Regions from separate parts of the Mus musculus genome. Here all the other regions are linked to region 2. A link is a contact called in public HiCAR-type data. All regions are on one chromosome and are shown on one strand. The core of a region is the stretch at or near the end of the contact, and the rest is flanking DNA. Distances in the headings are between cores, read along the strand shown. Region 1 holds the start of Ldah (lipid droplet associated hydrolase). Region 2 holds the start of Klhl29 (kelch-like 29). Region 3 holds the start of Hs1bp3 (HCLS1 binding protein 3).

The links. HiCAR-type assays count read pairs that join an accessible place to other places.
Region 1: a HiCAR-type map of astrocytes shows a contact between it and region 2, with 6 times the contacts expected there. The contact joins the promoter of Ldah here to the promoter of Klhl29 in region 2. A contact is called at or near these places in 1 of 39 promoter capture datasets (hippocampal neurons) and 2 of 115 datasets of contacts at active chromatin or transcription factors (astrocytes and stem cell-derived neural progenitor cells).
Region 3: a contact with region 2 is called in a HiCAR-type map of astrocytes, with 7 times the contacts expected there. The contact joins the promoter of Hs1bp3 here to the promoter of Klhl29 in region 2. A contact is called at or near these places in 3 of 39 promoter capture datasets (cranial neural crest and embryonic stem cells), 1 of 484 Hi-C or Micro-C datasets (embryonic stem cells) and 2 of 115 datasets of contacts at active chromatin or transcription factors (astrocytes and forebrain).

What each region holds. Positions count from the first base shown.
Region 1 is chr12:8,206,227-8,210,578 of GRCm38.p6, reverse strand. Ldah (lipid droplet associated hydrolase) reads right to left here and starts at 2,453. Exons shown (of 7, transcript NM_001364261.1): 1 at 2,375-2,453. Gm33037 (a long non-coding RNA gene) reads left to right here and starts at 2,446. Exons shown (of 4, transcript XR_381233.4): 1 at 2,446-2,551.
Region 2 is chr12:5,373,442-5,377,316 of GRCm38.p6, reverse strand. It overlaps Klhl29 (kelch-like 29), which reads left to right and starts at 1,635. Exons shown (of 14, transcript NM_001164493.1): 1 at 1,635-2,215. It overlaps 2810032G03Rik (RIKEN cDNA 2810032G03 gene), which reads right to left and starts at 1,597. Exons shown (of 2, transcript NR_015579.2): 1 at 789-1,597.
Region 3 is chr12:8,310,908-8,314,849 of GRCm38.p6, reverse strand. It overlaps Hs1bp3 (HCLS1 binding protein 3), which reads right to left and starts at 1,417. Exons shown (of 7, transcript NM_021429.3): 1 at 1,353-1,417. The coding sequence starts at 1,384.

The DNA.
Region 1 (4,352 bases), core at 1,204-3,703, 2.8 Mb before region 2:
ATACAAAATAGATTTCACCAACATGCACATATCCAGAATATGTAAAGAACTTCTATGAATAAGAGAGAGACAATCCAATTAAAATACAGGCAAAATACCAGAAGGGCTTTATAAAAAGAGAAGAGCCATAACCAGACAGCTAATAACCATAAGGGTTTTCTAAAAGAGTCAAAGAATATCACATGGAAACTATCATCTGGGTATGTTGGTGCATTACCATAATCCCAGAATTTGGGAGGCTGAGGCAGGAATGTTGTGAGTTTGAGACCAGCCAGGGCTACTTGGTATATAAAACTGTCTCACAAACAAACAAACAAACAAACAAACAAACAAATCCCCCAAACCACACACCAAGCTGTCGTGGTTCATGCCTATTTTTCTAGCACTGGGGAGGTAGGAGAAAGATCAGGAGTTCAAAGTCAGTATGGTTTATAGAAGATTTGTCTTAAAAAATAATACAAAACAAAAAACTCGATAAAGTGTAATGCTGATCACAAGAGACAGATTTGCAGAATCTCTCTGTCTGTCTGTCTGTCTGTCTGTCTCTCTCTCACTCACACACACACACACAATTTTAGACTAGTGCTGGGATTCTTCTACTCCAGACTATGACATCCTTGAATATCAGGTTAAGGAGTTGGGAAACCAGTAAGTAATTCTAGAATTATCTTCCAAGGAACATGCGCTGATAGCTGTTACAGTTTAAAAAAATAAAAGGTTCCGGGGGCTGGAGAGATGGCTCAGCGGTTAAGAGCACCAACTGCTCTTCCAAAGGTCCTGAGTTCAAATCTCAGCAACCACATGGTGGCTCACAACCATCTGTAATGAGATCTGATGCCCTCTTCTGGAGTGTCTGAAGATAGCTACAGTGTACTTACATATAGTAAATAAATAAATCTTTAAAAAAAAATAAATAAAAGGTTCCTAGAAAATACAAGGGATTTCATTTATTCTTGGTACATGACATACCACCATAAAACTTAATACCTGAAGATATGTTATATTCTCACAGATTGTGTGGGTTAGAAATTTATAGAGTACAGCACAGGCAGTTTTGGAACAATCCAAAGTAGAGTTAGCTAAGAAAAACTCAACAGCTGGCTTTGACTTGTTCACTGGGACAGGGGTCATCTGGAAGTACCTTTATTGATAAGCTTAACAATGAATGCTCTAAAACAAAAATAGGTTGAACACATAATCTTATATTTAATTCATATTTAATCTTTTCACATGGCCAATTTTAATAGGTTCTTGCAGTGCATGTAGGCTGCCTCCTGAGGTTGAGAACAAAGTTGCCTCACCTCTTAGGACCTCACCTCACTAGTCACATAGCATTAGCTCACAACACACTGATAAGCATATTGACCCTTTATGACACAGGCATACAATACAACGTTTCAGAAAAAGTGACCTGATATTTTGCCCATGATGATCTTAAAAGTCTCTCCTACTAACATTCCAACTTCTTCATCAAAGTAGTTTAGAAAAATGTTGAAGGCACCTGGAATGTAATAGTTTCCCAAAGTAAGAAAGAGCTTGATTAAAATATTCTTCTAAGAAGACAGCAAAGCCCAGAAAAATGTAAGAGCACACTAAAGGTCAGAAGCTACCATAAATATTATATAAGAAACAAGAGCAAGGAATTTAAAAGTAATAATTGAAAGAACAAAACTTATGGGGTGGATTATCAGCAGAGTAGTATCAACAAAGAACGAGATGAGAGAACGTGGATAGATCCACAAAATTTACAAACCTGAATTGGTGGGAAACAGTCTAAAAACTCAGCAGTAGCCCCGGGACTTGTACTACAATGACAAATGACCTAAAATTCATGCAACTAGAGTTTCAGAGAAGGCAATGTGGGGCTAAAACACACGTTTTAAGAAAGAGTATCTGGAAACTTCTCAAAATTGGGAAGGGCATAAATCTACAGATTCAAGAAGCTGAGCTTCTCAAGCTGGGGAAATGTATACTATACTATTAGAAGCCATGCATTTTGTAAAACTAAAATAAAAAAAAAAGTTAAAAGCAGTGAAACAACACATCATATGCAAGGGTAAAGGTAATTTTAATGTCAGCAGATTTCTCAGGAGAATCCACGAGGGACAGTGTCGACCACAGATGCCTGGGGAGCCCCAGCGCAGACTTGGATTTATTTCTAGAAGGCTGGCTGCCAGCGCATTGGCTTATCCTTACCCAGGGAGCCTCTGGCGACCTGGCCACAGGTCGGGCGAGTGTAGTGCCATCGCGTACCGCACGGCCTAGCGGCTGTGCACGCGGGGTGATGGCAGCTCAGTTATCCTAGCACCACCCCATGCGCAGCCCACGTGCCCTTCCTCAGACAAACCACACAGTACTGGCAGCATCACCTCACCTGCCCACTCACAAGGTATTGGGGTCGTCCGCCGACGTCTCGGCAAAGCCTCACCAGACCCGGAAGTTCCGCCTGTACTGACGTCACAGCGCCGCGCCGCGCCGGTCCCGGAAGTCGGGACCCGTAGAACGCTTTGCAAGGATCTCCCGTGTGAGAGTTTGGGTGGCAGCTTGATGGGTAGGTGGTTTATAGTCAGCGAGATTGCTGGGAGCAGCACATAGAGCGTTTCTAGCATACCACCTGAATTTTACCCGCTCTCTGTTCTTTGTCGTTTTGGTAAACGAGTTTTTCCTCTCTTTGGAGGTTCTTTCATTCCCCCCCCCCCCCCCATCTGCCCACTTTTCCTTTCTTCCACCACCAGTTGCTTTTCATTCCTGACTCATGATCACAGGAAAGTTGACTCTCAGCTGACCTTAGTGCTAGTATTCAACTTCATATAGTATTCAGTTTCATATTCAGGATAATGCGACCTTCCAGAGCTATTTCCAGCTTACTACAAACTTCAAGATAGTATCCTCAACACTTGGTACAATTGTAGGCAATCAGTGTATTTCTGTCCCCCAAAATACTGTCGCCAATATGGCAGTATTATAGCCAGAAGAAGCATGGAACTTAGAAAGAAAGAAAAAAAAAACCCATAGTAATTATCACACATGGAAAAGCTTTGCGCTTGTATCCAGCACCTCGGTGATAGTACCAACATCACTTATATTTTAACTTAAAAATCTTTTTGTATATTAGTAGCCTGGAGCCTATGGACGCTGGAAGAGGGCACTGGGTTCCCTGGGACCTGAACCACATAAGCCTATGGGTCACCATGTGGGTGCTGAGAATCAATCCTAAATCCTGTGGAAAAGGAGTTAGTGCTCATAACTACTGAACCAACATCCAACTAGCTGTGGAATGTAAACCGATAAATATCTTCATAACCCTTTTTTATCACTTCTACTTTCCACATCCAATAGGTAACATTTAATGAATATAGAAAAAGATATTCATTGTGTTAAGAGTTTTTCATGAACTAATTTTTAAACCCTTAGCATTTCAGTGTGGTCAGTATTAACAAGTGATCACTAGAGTTTGGAGATATAAATACATAAAAGTAAATGATTATGTTACGGTGACCATAGGATATGTACCAAGTGGTGTCAGTTTTATGTGTGTAAATTTCCTGCCAGTAATGCTGTTAAAGGACTACTGACATATCAAGGGCGTCTTTCTGGGTATCTGTTCCATCCTTCTTTCATCCATAGACTACATGACAGAATGCATTGGTGCAGGATTTCTTTTAATTCTTGGATATGCATCTACGATGTAGCATCTAGGTGATTTATGTTTCTGATTTCACTGAACCTGTGCCAGAAATAACTGAAGCAATTCAGACTTTATAGTTGGCCAGAGATTATTTCTGTTAACTGCAGTGTAAAATGAGGTGCGAAGAAACTGACTTTCCCACAGTTAGTTAGGAGAGCTAGGCTCAGGTTACTTGCAGCAGTTTCTGTATTCTTCATGTTTTCTCTGGGCCATCTACTTTTGGAATATACATGTTCTTACTAAGTTGTCATATTTTTGCACACAATGTTCACTTTGCTACATGGCAGACTATGACTGTTGTAGCTTATATAAGTAGCTGAATAGGATGCTCTCTGGAGGCAGAGGCTGGAAGATTTCTGCATTCAAAGTCAGCCAGGTCTACAGAGTGAGTTCTAAGGCAGCCAAGCTTAGGCAGTGAAGGAAACCATTAACGACAGAAATCTGGTGAAGATGGCTTTGAATAAGGGGCCTGGGAAGTGGAATATAGTTTGAAAGAAAATGGCTCCTATAGGTTCATAGGGAATGACAACATCAGGAAGTGTGGCCTTTTCAGAGTAGGTAGGGTTTAGTTGGAGGAAGTTCATTTCTACAGGGAGGGCTTTGAGATCTGAGAAGTTAAAAAAGGCCTGTCAGCTCACAGTTCACTTCCTGCTCCCTGTTGCTC
Region 2 (3,875 bases), core at 386-2,885:
CACACCTATATTTCACCTTCAGGTGTAGTTTGAGGACCTCTGGGGGCTGTTTTCCCCCAAACTGCCACCCTATCTCCCTCTGAGGAGCCTCTGTCACTGCCTTAATGTCACTGCCCTGGCTGTCCTGTCTTGGGGGTAGATTCCTTTGGGATGCAAACACTGTGCGTCCCTAACCCACCTTTCAAGCTTTTGAACACTAAAACTTCATCTGATTCTCCCCCCCCCCCAAATGCAGTTACTCTAACACCAACGGCCCATCTCCCCGCTGTCTTCTTCCCTCTTCACTGACAGTTCTCCTGCTACCCTCAGCAGATTATTATTATTTATTATTTATCAGCCATGACACTGTACTGTGCTTCCTACAAGATATTAAAGGATACACAACCCCTGCACTGAGTTTACAGCCAAAACAGCAGAGCTGTGGGTCTGACAATCACAGGAGGCCCCTGAGAGAAAAAAGTTCTCCCTCCTCCCTGGCAAAGACATGAGTGGAGCCTAGTAAAGCCTTCCCAGGACAGCCAGCCCAGATCAGCCTTAAAAAACAGCTATGTCCCTCCCCTATTACCCACCCACCCCCGCCCCCAGTTTGAAATAGGCCTCAGTATTTGTGTGGATGGGGTGGGGGAGGTATGGGTGAAGAGAAATGAAGAAGGAACCCACCGACTATAAACTTCAGACTTTAACCTTCAGACTTGCCTGAAAGATGGAGGGGAACTGAGCCACAGGCTTTCCCTCTGAATCTCAAAACAGGTGAGGGGTTCTGTGGGTCTGGGAATAAGAAAACTGACCTGCAGAGTTAGCAACCCAAGGAAGACAGGCACAGAAAAGAAGTGTGCTGGAGAGATGAAAAAGCTCACACCCACACCGGTAGCCACAGGTCTCCAGCCAAAGTTTCCTCTTAGTGTTCCAGTTAGGGTCTGCGTAGACAGCATGAAGAGAGGAAGACTCGGTCAGTGTGGATCTTGGGAGGGTTGGCTGCAGCTGGAGTGTCAAAGCAGGCCTGTGTGATCTGAGCAACCCAGGGAGGTCTGTGAAAACAGGAAAGTTCGCATATGCTCAGAAGTCAGGGCAGATGCAAGAAGACAGGACTGGCATGGCTCGCGGTGGTCTTTCAGAGATATGGACGTTCCCTACTCCTTCTCCAGGCTGGAGTGTCATAGGGAGGGCGGAAGCTGAAAGACGATTGGACTTTTCTTTCTCAAACTTTTCCACCAGTTTCCTCAGGTGTTGAGAGCAGCAGGGAAGCTCCCTTCAGTCCGTTTCCTTGAAGCCCGGGCTCTCTCGGAACCCGGAGGCCATGGCCCAGCAGCCCGGCCATGCGTCGTGAGTCTACCGGCGCGGCCACGGAGCCGGGCGAGCCGGGTATCTTTGCAGGGGGCGGGGGTGGCGGACCAACCACGGACACACCCGCTGGCATTGAGCCTGGGGCCCGGCGCGCGGCTGCAGGGGATCCCTGGGGCCCCGGGAGCCAAGCGCTGAGCCGGGCCGGGGGCGCCCCGCCTCCCCCACCCTCCGCCCCCGCCTACTCGGGCGTCTGTGATTGGCTCCGCCCGTCCCTGGCTGCGCGCCGAAGCCCGCCTCCCTCGCAGCTAAAGCAGACGGTACCCGGAGAGGAGCGAGCCAGAAGGGAGCATGGTCCCCGCGCCGCGGCCGCGCCAATCCCCGCGCCGCCGCCGCCGTCGCCGCTGTCCCTGCCACCGCCGATCTAGCAGCAGCTCTAACCCCGGCTCCGGCTACCCAGCGCACGTCCGCAGCCCAGGTCATTGGCGAGCCTAAGCTCAGCCCCCTCCCGGAGCCCGAGCCCGGAGCCCGGCGCCCGGAGCCAGCCCCAGCCCCGCGGCCGCCGCGGCTGCGGGGAGAGGGCGGGGGCGATGCTGCCGGAGCCGCCGCCGCTGCCGCCGCCTCGATGAGAGCCGCGCCGCACCGCGCATAGCCGCGCAGGCTGACAGGCAGAAAGACTGACTTCCCTCTCCCGGGCATCCTCCCTGGGCTGCCGGGAGGCGGCGGCGGAGGAGGAGGAGGAGGGAAAAGGGGAGAAGGCGGAGAGCAGGAACGAGAGGAGGTGGACCTGGATCCGTTTCTCCGGGCCAGGACTCGAGCGGCCCCAGCTACCGCTACCCGCCGGCGCCGTCCCCTATCCATCAACCCTCCTGCACCCATCCGCGACCCTGGGCTCTCTGCGCGTCGGGCCGGGGCTGGAGCGGCGCGGCCGCAGGTAAGAGCCGGATCAGGTTGGGGCTCTTGGGATGCCTAACGGGGCAGAGGGGAGGGAGTAAGGGTTCCCAGGGTCCTGGTAGCTTCTGGGCCAGGCAGGACTTGGGAGTGTGGCCCAGAGCCTGGAACGCTGGGCTCGGCTCTGGCAGTGGCGGCGGCTGGAGCTGGAGCCTCCCGCGTCTGAGCTCGCAAGCCTGCAGAAGCCCTTGCGCCTGCGCTGCTCCGGGGATGGAAAAAAGGGGGAAAAAAACTTCCTGCCCCCGGGTGTGTTATGCAGGGAATGCCTAGGGGAACTATCGCAGTGGTCGAAGGTGCTAGAAGCAAATACGACACCAGAGTCGGGTAGCGCTGGGCCGGGCCAAGCCGTGTGCGCCCCTCTCCTGGCCACCTCCCCCTGCGCGGCCCAGGGCCCCAGCAGTGCCGGGGGACCCAGAAAGCACTGGAAAGCTGGTCCCCAGGGCGGCCGTGTGCCCTGCGGGTTGGGGAGATGCGCGCCTGTGTGCCAAGGGAAGCTAGATGACGGGTTCTGCCACTCGCGTTCTTAGACCCAGCATTTGGGGACCGGGTTTCTTCACTGGATCCCAAGTAACTTTCGAGGTGGAAGAGCTTGAATATCATCTGAATGGAACCCACACAGACCGTGTTGTGACCTCCCCTACATTCCCTTGACACCTTGTGGTTTCCAGCGGGGGTTGGAGGTGGGAGGACAGCTTCAGGGATGCGAAGGGCGGGGAGGTGGTGGCGAGTGGAGAGGGGTTGTTTATGTGTGGGATAGTAGACCGGAGACACGTAGGTGGGAGTGTGGCCGCGCGCCCAGACTGCCACGGGCCATGCGGGCTGACCGCGGGCTCACGTCCGGGTCTTCGTGGCCTGGAGGCAGGAGGGTTATCTGTGGTCGCGCGCTGGTGCCCTCGCTGGGCAGTGTCGGCCCCAGGCCCTAGGGGAGAGAGGCGTGCTCGCTCCAGCCCAGATCTCGGAACCCGCAGCCCAGTTTCGTTCCGAGGCTGCTCCCGGGGCAGGTTCGGTGTGCGTCGCCTGGGGAAGGTGGAGACGCACTGCCTGCCTGCGGCTGTTCTCCCAGGAGCCGGCGACTGCAAAGCGCGAGTCTTGGATGCCTGGGTCCGCCTGCTGAGAAGCCCGTTCTCTCTCATCGCTGGCCTCTGGAACCGAAAGGCAGCAGCGGTCAGTTGACCGATCTCCCGCGGGTCCCCAGGGATGATGGTGGGTGAGAAGCATCCGGTCCTGGTACATGCGCGGCTCTGCGAAGCACATCGTTTCTCCCTATGGTGTTTGCGAGGCGGCGCGCCTGGGGCAAATCGTGAACGCAGATGTTTATGTAGCATTAGGCGAGACCTCTTCGCTGGAGGGACTAGACGTGGAGGATGCCTGGCTGCGGCTGCCGAGAAACTTCCACTCCTCAGTTCTGGGACATTCATGCTCCACCACTGCAGGCTCCAGCCCCTCATCAGCTAAGCGACGCTAGGATTTGGACTCCTCTTGCAGTGACAGATCTGTCCTGGTTACAGCTGTATTTATCCTCATTTCATTCTCTTTAAAGCCATTTGTCTAGTCACTACAGAGTTTCTCCCCTGCCGTGGTCTTACTGCTAACTCAGCCCGGGGAGGGCAGATTTGAGAAATTCTTTCCGTTCAGGATGAGTG
Region 3 (3,942 bases), core at 168-2,667, 2.9 Mb before region 2:
CTACCCTCGACATAGCTTACGTTTTCTCGCTGCCCACCCATTCCCTCCAAAGCCTCACTACTGTATCCTAGAACCTGGACCGGTGTCTAGCATCGAAGGGATCCCGAGAAAACACCTGCTGGATGGATACTGCATGAAGCCCAGAGATGCCGCGCAGGAGGAGGCTGGAAACTCCAGCTGATCTTGGGTGCAGGGCCACTTCAATGCTTACTTAGGTGGCTGTGCTCCTCAAAGGCAAGCTCCTTGGGTCTGCTGTGACTATCAGAATGGTGGACAGGGCACGACTCGTCCACCCTCACCATCAGCAGCACACTATGCCTGCTAACACTCGGGGGCATGCTAGCACCAAGGGAAGCCACCACTACCCTTTCTAGGCACCAGCACCAAACTCACAGTCACAGTCTGGTGGCCCACAGGGACATTTACTGCTCCTGTCCTCCTATCTCTCTAGATGGAACCTTTCTCTACAGGAAGGGAAACTGAGGCTCTGTGAAAGGGAACGACTCACAGGGTCATAGGAACATCTCTTTTAATGGGGATGTGGCCTGCGGCCTCACCACACCAAGGAGAGCAAGCAGCTTTCAAGATCAGGGCTTACGTCCGGAACCATACTTTTCTAACCAGGGAGCTGGGAATACAAATGAACTTGTGTTGGGTAAAGCACCCGTTTGCCCATCTTGGCTAGAGTTTGTATTCGGGGAATAAAGGCAGAGTATACGATTATCCTTAAAGTTCATCATTTCAGAGTTACTTAAAAATCGAGGAAGGAGTAGGACATCCACCCTGCCCACAAGCCTTTCCAAGCCTCACCCTAGCTGTGAGTATGGCCCTGGGTGGATGCGCACTGCTCTGACCCCTTTGAGGAAGCTCCTGCGCTCTCTCCAGCAATAACTGCCAGGGTCTTAGTTCTGCGTAGTTGGGGTTCAACAGCAGCAGTGTGCTGCCCTGCCAACTGAACTTAACACGCCCCCTCCCGCAGCACCAGTCATTTTGGTGCGGGTATCACCTCCAGGGACACCTTGTTTTATTCACCTCGTCCCTGGTGCTTAGCATCGAGCTATTCACACAGCTAGCGCAGAAATGTTTGGGGGACCGGAAGAAATGCCCCCCTCCCCCCATACGCAGGGACAGGAAGCTGGGCCCTGTCCCAGCCAGCGCTATCTCGCCAATCCCAGGCTTTTCTGGAGACGTGGGTGAGTGCTTGGATCCTTTAGGGGGCCTCAGTTTCCTTGTCTGTAAAACGGGGACTCTAGACGGCGCGCCAGCACGCCAGCAGGATAGTGTGCGGTGCAGCGGGATAAACCGTCAGCTGCTGGGACGTCTGGATCATGCATGTTGGGGGTCTGGCTCACCTGGAGGTGCGGAGCACCGCCGGGGACTGCATGTCGGCTGCGGGCGGGCGGACGGTCACGGGATCTGGCGTCCTGGGCGTCGCTGCGTCCCCGCCCCGCCCCGCTCCGGCGCAGCGCCGTCTCCTCAGCCCTTGCCCGCCCCCTGGTGGCAGCGGATGTGCACATCGCAGTGTCTGTGGCCTCGGAGTAGAGAGGTCATCCCTGCTGCTCATCCCTCCCTAGGTCCCCCATAGCCACCTCTTAAGCCTGGCACCTCATGCCATTTAATCCTAGTACTGACTTAACCTCTAATGGTACAGGAATCCAGCCGCTAGTTTTCAGGCTTCTCTCCAGGCTAGCTACAAAAGCACTCTTTTCTCTCCCTGGGGTCATTTCCACTTATGCAGTCAATCACTCAGTCAACAGGAGTCTTCCCCTTTGGGACTCTGTCCCTTCAGGCTTGTGGGCTGTCATTGAAAACAACCCTCTCTTTCGGGCTCTTCTCCTAAGGTTTCCTGTCCATCTCTTCTTTCTGTCTCTGACTCTGTCTCTCCCTCTCTGTCTCTCTCTCCCTCTCTCTCCCTCTCTGTCCCTCTCTCCCTCCCTTCAAAGGTACTCTTGGCCTTGGCCTGGCTTGCTTTGCATTGAGGAGGAGGTCTTGGACATTTTACTCTGTATGTCTCTGACTGAGTGGACCACCTGGGAATGGGCTCAACTCTCTACCCCAGGAGAATGAGAGAGACCATACCTGCTGTTTCCTGTCTTCTGCCCGTGGCTCAGGAGACTGAAACCAGGGCCAGGTGACAGGTACAAACTGCTGTCTGTCCTTTGCTCTCTCCAGTGATAAGTAGCTGCAGATGCTGGGCCACACCAAAAGCACCTAAGGGACATATTATGTTCCCGTTTTAGTGTGTGTGTGTGCATGGAGAGTGTATAGAGGTCGAAAGACAGCTCTGTGGAGTTGATTCTCTCCTTCCACATTTCCATGGCTTGTAGGGATTGGAATCTGGAGGTCAGGTTTGCAAGAAATTATTTTAACTTGAGTCATCTTGCAGGCTCCATGCCATGCTCTCTAGGTAGCATCTCAGCACACTCAAACCATTATCCTCTGCTTCAGTGATGTAATCCCACAGTCAATTTTAAAAGTTTGAAAATGACTTCAAACTTTGCCTCTTGAAACATATACACTCATGCACCCTGTTGGCGGCGTTTTGGATTTGTCTAGAGAAAAGGTGACAATAATAGGTGTTTTAAATGTTAAACTTATAATTATTACTACCATTTACTACTCTCTCTCTCCCTCTCCCCCCACCCCGTGTGTGTGCGTGTATGTGTGTATGTTCATGTGTGTGTGTATGTATGTGTGCATGTGTGTGTGTGCACGAGTGTGTGTATGTGTGCATGTGTGTGTGTGCACATGTGTGTATGTATGTATGCATGTGTGTGCGCGTGTGTGTGCATGTGTGTGTGTGCATGTGTGTGTGCATGTGTGTGCCTGTGTGTGTGTGCGTGCATGTGTGTGCATGTATGTGTGTGCATGTGTGTGTATATGTGCATGTGTGTTTATGTGTGTGTGCATGTGTGTGTGTGTGTGCAGTTAACTCTGCACTTGTGAGATCAAGGACAACTTTCGGGAGCTGGATCTCTCCTTGCACCACAGATTCTGAGGTGCGGATAGAATTTAGGGGATCAGGCTTGTATAGAATGTTATTTTACTCACTGAGCCACCTCATAGGCATTAACACAGAGATTTAATGGAGCCTCCCCTCCTGTCCCATCCTAACCCCCTCTCCTTTTTCCACCCTTCCCTTCTATCCCCTTCCTCCTCCTCCTCCTCCTCTCCCTCCCTCCTCCTCTTCTTCCTTCTCTTTTCCATTGCAAAACGAAATGGAGTCAGAAAGGGCGGTGCGAAGGAGCAGTTTCCTAGAGAAATAAGAATTGGCAAACTAGGAATGTTCCCGACAAGGAAGGAGTCAGTAGGGTCTAGCAGCGGAGGAAAGCAGGAGTCAGGGCATGAAGTACTCGGTGTGTTTGAGCTTAGCCTTTGCACTGACAGTGGTCACCAGACAGGAAATAAAGTGTGCACAGAGGACCCTCCTGAACAGCCGAGCCGTGTGCAGTGGTGTGGAAATGCACAGGAGCCCAGAATGGGGGAGACGGCGAAGGCTGCTGAGGTGCAGAATAGGGAGCGGGCGTGAGAGCCGCAGGAGATGGGGCTTTTCATGAGCATGAGCAGAGGAGTCGGGATGCTGCTGTGTGGCTGAGCGGCAGCTCCGCTCTCACTGTGCTTGCCGGCCACACACGAGGGCCTGCGTTTCACGCCAGTACCATGAAAATCCATGGCCAGAAGCCCAGCACTCAGGAGGGCTGCAGAAGTTCAAGGTCATCTTCCACTCCAGAGAGTCTGAGACGGAGGCAGCCTGAGGGCATACGAGGCCTTGTCCCCTCGATGTGTGTGAGTGTGCGAATGTAAAAGTTTAAAAAGATGTTGCTATGGTTTGGCTCGTGTGAGTGGCTGGACATCTGGAGGAGCCTGAGGTGGTAAAATGATCAGTCTGTTTTGGACAAGAAAGGTTTCAGGACCTGGGATATAGAGGCCATTGAATCTCTC